2 separate regions of the Muntiacus reevesi genome follow, and region 2 is linked to region 1. A link is a contact called in public Hi-C data. All regions are on one chromosome and are shown on one strand. Each heading gives the region's core, a stretch centred on a gene start, on an enhancer-like site or on the middle of the called end of the contact. The rest is flanking DNA. Distances are from core to core; before and after follow the strand shown.

Region 1 (2,834 bases), core at 101-2,600:
ATTAGAGGTGTCTTCAAAGGAATAATTAGGCTAGACTTAATAAGAGGGGATTCTGAGAAGAAAAAGCTTTAGGCAAATTATACTCTGAAAGAAAAGAAGATGTGAAATAAGGCAACTCTAAGAGATTGGAGTTGATTAAAACTTCAGGAAGTGATTTTATCTACTTATCTTAAAAATAGTATAAACATAGTGAGACAAATGGATGGAGAGGGATGGTCACTGAGTCCAGGCTAGGAGCAGGGGTCTGAACACTGGTACCCTTCCTCCAGCACATATCCGGAGGCTGTAATTTTAGGACCCCTGTTCTCTTTATGATGAGAAGGAAATGGCAACCCACTCCATTATTCTTGCCTGGAGAATTCCATGGACAGCAGAGGCTGGTGGGCTACACAGTCCAGAGGGTCGCGAGGAGTCGGACACGACTGAAGCGATTTAGCATTCTCTTTATGAAGGAGGACAAGGTTTTTGCTTTTCAAAATAACAGCAGCAGCAGCAAACACTTGAACTGTGCTTCCCACCTATAATGCAAGTTCTCTGTTTCATTTTCCTCATCTGTAAATAGAGATTCCACGATTACCAAATCCCCACAACAAATCCAGGAGTGCAGAAAATGACTTGCTCAAGGTCATACAGGCAGGGATTAGCAGAAGACAGATTGACCCCAGTAGCCTGGAGCGGAAGCTTAAACTCTCATTCACGTGATTTAGGAAGGGGACGGGACACAGGCAAAATGCAAGCTCTCTCAACACATTTATTTTAGTGTAAACTCTCCAGTGCCTCCCTCTGCTACACCACCCTTAGCTCTTAATTGGTGAAACGCAGCGCCTTCCTTACTTTGCTCTCGTCACTCTCCTCTCTTTTTTGACCAACAGCCTCCAGTCAGGGAGCTTCTCCGTCAGTTTACAGCGCACCTCCCGGCATCCCGTCTTTCTTAGCCCAATAGCTAACATTCATTGAAAATCCTTCAACAGACGCGTGGGTTATGTCATTGTACGAGTATTCACTGAACGCTCAGAGTGGGAACGTTAATCAGCAATGAAAATATTAACTTACTTTCTAAGATACTTTTTTTTTTTAACTTAAAAGCCTAAAAAAGAAAGATCTCAGTTCACTTCTGAATAGAAACCTTCACCCTCAAGCTCTCATCCCTGCGCCTCACTGAACGGCATTGGCCACAAGGGGGCAGTGGCGGCCACGGAGTCGAACCTGGGGGCGTGCGCGGCGGCTCGGCCATCGCTTGCTCTCGCCTAGCGCGCGGCTCTCGGTCGTGGATTAGCGCAGCTGGGGACGTGGGAGGCCGCGGGCCCCGCCCCCGACCGGCGGCGGCGGCGGCCCAGCGCGGCAGTCTGCGCTGCTGGCGGAGCGGCGCGGAGGGCGCGACCAGCGGGTGGGGGCCCAGGAGTGTGTGCTGCCTTCGGAGCTCCTCTCGGCGCGCCAGGGCGCGGGCACGACCGCGGGCCCCTCGGGCGGGCGCCAGGCTCAGGGCGCCGGGAGTCGGGGGGCAGCCCGCCGGGGTGCCGGGACCATGGCGTTGCGCGCCCGGGCGCTCTACGACTTCAGGTCGGAGAACCCGGGCGAGATCTCTCTGCGGGAGCACGAGGTGCTGAGCCTGTGCAGCGAACAGGACATCGAGGGCTGGCTCGAGGGGATCAACAGCCGCGGAGACCGCGGCCTCTTCCCGGCCTCCTACGTGCAGGTGATCCGCGCCCCCGAGCCCGGCCCGGCGAGCGACGGCGGCCCGGGCGCCCCGGGCGCCCCGGCCCGCTACGCTAACGTGCCACCCGGCGGCTTCGAACCCCTGCCCGCCGTGCCGCCCACCTCCTTCAAGCCGCCGCCCGACGCCTTCCAGCCGCTGCTGCAACCGCAGCAGGCGCCGCCGGTGAGCACCTTCCAGCCGCAGGGCTTCTCGTACGGCGGGAGCGCCCTGCAGCCGTCGCCGCAACAGCTCTACGGCGGCGGCGGCGGCGGCTACCAGGCCAGCCAGGGCAGCGACGATGACTGGGACGATGAGTGGGACGACAGCTCCACCGTGGCTGACGAGCCGGGCGCACTGGGGAGCGGCGCTTACCCGGACCTCGACGGCTCGTCGTCTGGGGGCGTCGGCGCTGCTGGCCGCTACAGCCTGTCCACGCGCTCCGACTTGTCGCTGGGCTCCCGCGGCGGCTCTGCGCCCCCGCAGCACCACCCGTCGGGGGCCAAGAGCTCGGCCACCGTGAGCCGCAACCTCAACCGCTTCTCCACCTTCGTCAAGTCGGGCGGGGAGGCCTTCGTGCTGGGTGAGGCGTCGGGCTTCGTGAAGGATGGGGACAAGCTGTGCGTGGTGCTGGGACCCTATGGCCCCGAGTGGCAGGAGAACCCCTACCCCTTCCAGTGCACCATCGACGACCCCACCAAGCAGACCAAGTTCAAGGGCATGAAGAGCTACATCTCGTACAAGCTGGTGCCCACGCACACGCAGGTGCCGGTGCACCGGCGCTACAAGCACTTCGACTGGCTGTACGCGCGCCTGGCCGAGAAGTTCCCGGTCATCTCGGTGCCCCACCTGCCCGAGAAGCAGGCCACCGGCCGCTTCGAGGAGGACTTCATCTCCAAGCGCAGAAAAGGCCTGATTTGGTGGATGAACCACATGGCCAGCCACCCGGTGCTGGCGCAGTGCGACGTCTTCCAGCACTTCCTGACCTGCCCCAGCAGCACCGACGAGAAGGCCTGGAAGCAGGGCAAGAGGAAGGCCGAGAAGGATGAGATGGTGGGTGCCAACTTCTTCCTGACCCTGAGCACGCCCCCCGCCGCCGCCCTCGACCTGCAGGAGGTGGAGAGCAAGATCGAAGGCTTCA
Region 2 (2,834 bases), core at 207-2,706, 340 kb after region 1:
AAAGACAAGAAGAGTATAGCTTATACTAAAGTTCATGTGCCTAACTCCCCCGCAGCAATCCTTGAAGGCAAAAAAATATGTCTACTTACCATGGAAGCCTTACATAGCAACTTGAACAGAATAAATTTTTAGTAAATGGATTCAAGTCACTTGATGAGGTGAAATCCTTAGAAGCAAAATGAAGCAGCAACATGTGTTCTTAGCTAACTGGACAAAGATACCCAAAGATGCTACATAGCTGTTCACGGTTTCCATCCTGAAGACAGTGTGTTCCTAGGAGCTTATAAAGGAAATAATGGGGATCTGAAAGATACTTTGCAATTTTTTTTTTAAGTATGGAAATCATTCTTTTATTCATGGTAAGAAAGCAAACTATCACAATAATAACACTCTAAAAACTCACTGACGATATTTAAGCAATGACTAGATGACCTTTTGTACAGGGTTATCATGGAAGGGCTTCTCCATCTGCTGGGAGGTTGGACCAGATATCTACTAAGGCCCCATCACTCCCCAAAGTCCAAGAATCCAAGTGATAAATAGCCAATTTTTTTCTTATCCAACATAGCCAAATCCAAATATATTAACTGAGAGTTATTACCTGTTTCCTGGTAAATTTCATCAGCTTTACTCTTGGAAAATGAGAATTTTCAACATAACCATGTTTCAGTGGTTTGAGTAGAACAAATTTACAGTCAAGTCCCTCAAAATGCTTGCTTGGAATTCTGAAATAATCTTCTGGAAGTACCTTGGAGCCACCTTCCTGGACTGTGAAATTTTGTACTGCCAGAGGAATCTGTTTAGGGACAACATCCACCAGGATTTCAAGTCTGCTCACAGCTTGGAAGCCACTCATAACATCCAGTATAAAACGGTCCTGTTGTTGGTCAGGCATTGTCTGTACATAATGGATGTAACCATCATCAACATCCTGCTGCGTAAACATCAAAGGGAACTTCTCCTCTGTACCCACGCTACCCTCCTCCGGTAAAGACCTTCGAAGGTATCCATGCACTGGCGGAGTTCTAACAATGAACACTGCCTCTGAAGGAACAAGGTCTTCATGCACAGCCTTGAGTGCACATTAACAACATAGAGACACAAAAAGAAAAACACTAATCTACGGAAGAGTCAAGACTCTTGATGAACCAAATTTTTTTTCTATTAATGTTCACAAATGGCTTAAGTTACAATCCAGGTTAAGACACAGTTTAAGCCTGGGTCTGTTCTGGTAACCATGCTAATATTTCGAATTTTAGTCCTGATCACAAAGACAAAGCAACATTTGAACAGTTACTAATGTATTATCAAGATATCATTCACAGTGGCAAGAAACCTAGGACTCAGAAAATAGGGCTGAAAGAAATAAACTGGTATCTAGAGAAGGCATAAAAGATGATAGAAGAAGTAGCAGTTAAAGTACTTAAAGCAGTTAAACTTTAACTTGTTAAAGCAGTTAAAATTGCAAGGCTTTAAAGGAAAGTCTATTTTTAAACTAGCTCAGCATTTTGAATATACATTTAATTTACTGATTCAGCAAAATTCATCTCAAAACTTTCTGTGATAGATTTATAGTCCATGAACTGTGTACACCCCCTTGTGGTGAAACTTAAATTCTCTAAGATCCTGAAAAATAATTGAGAAAAAAGCTGGGGGGCTCCATATTCTCTTGGTCAAAACTCATTATTCAGTAAATTGCTCTGACTTGAATTCATTTCTGCTGCTGCTGCTGTTCAGTCGCTCAGTCGTGTCTGACTCTTTGCGACCTCATGGACTGTAGCCACCAGGCTCCTCTGTCCATGGGATTCTTCAGGCAAGAATATTGGAGTGGGTTGCCATGCCCTCCTCCAGGGGATCTTCCCAACCCAGGGATCGAACCCAAGTCTCCTATACTGCAGGCAGATTCTTTACCACTGACCCACCAGAGAAGTCCCAATTCATTTCTACTTGATGTTATTGGCTGTATTTAGCAAGCAGGCAAACTTGTTTTTCAGTCCTGAGGGTAGATTCAGAATAGCTTGCATTTGTGGCCAACTGTCATAAATCAGTTTACGTACCCTGCACAGATTACTCATTCTCCCCTAACTCTGATCAGCAGGGCTGTGCTGCTAGAAGCTCTCAAGTCGGAGCCTCAGGAAACCAGGCGGCTTCTGGTGTGAAGGTTCACCCTTGGCATTCCCCGGGTCTGGGCCAATTTATCCATCAATTTCAAGAAACTACACAAGGCCACATTCAGAGCTAAAGAAATAAACTGTGCAATATAGTATCCTCGTCTGTTTTAGGAATCCTTTTTATGTCTATTAAATTACACTTTTATACCCTGCTTCACCACATTACAAATGTAACTCAGATCAAATGAAATATTGGCAGTGTTGCCATGAAAGATGAAAAAAGTGATGACCTCTTCATTGACTATAATATATACATTCCCTCCTCCTTTGCAGGTTATTCTACATTATAAACATATATGCATACTCGTGTGATCTTGTGCACACAGCTTTAAAATGAAGGGATTTTAGGATTCTTTATATTCCATTTCCAACTATAGAACAATTAGCAGCATCAAAATCATGGAACTTTCTGGCTTTTCTTCTCAACGGCATCTGCATTTTTAAAAAGTCATTCCAAATACCAGGAGAGAAATCAGCACAAATTAGCTCTCAGAAGCAAACAAAGAGATCACTTGTCCCTGCGGTTCCAGAGGGGGAGAATGCTGGGAGCTGGGACCCCCACCTACCTGGAGCCTTTCTCTACTCAGTTTTACTGGTTTTCCTTCTTCAACCACAAGGGTCTTGCTGTGCAGAATCCGCGTGTGATGCTGGTGGCTTTCTGAG

Evidence for each region. A called contact is a pair of places that touch in the nucleus more often than the background predicts.
Region 2: a Hi-C map of blood shows a contact between it and region 1, with 6 times the contacts expected there. The contact joins the promoter of LOC136146510 here to the promoter of SNX18 in region 1. A contact is called at or near these places in 2 of 3 Hi-C or Micro-C datasets (blood and muscle).

Annotation. Positions count from the first base shown.
Region 1 is chr14:44,288,522-44,291,355 of mMunRee1.1, forward strand. It overlaps SNX18 (sorting nexin 18), which reads left to right and starts at 1,351. Exons shown (of 2, transcript XM_065905128.1): 1 at 1,351-2,834. The coding sequence starts at 1,526.
Region 2 is chr14:44,625,998-44,628,831 of mMunRee1.1, forward strand. LOC136146510 (chondroitin sulfate proteoglycan 4-like) reads right to left here and starts at 1,457. Exons shown (of 4, transcript XM_065905417.1): 1 at 602-1,457. The coding sequence starts at 946.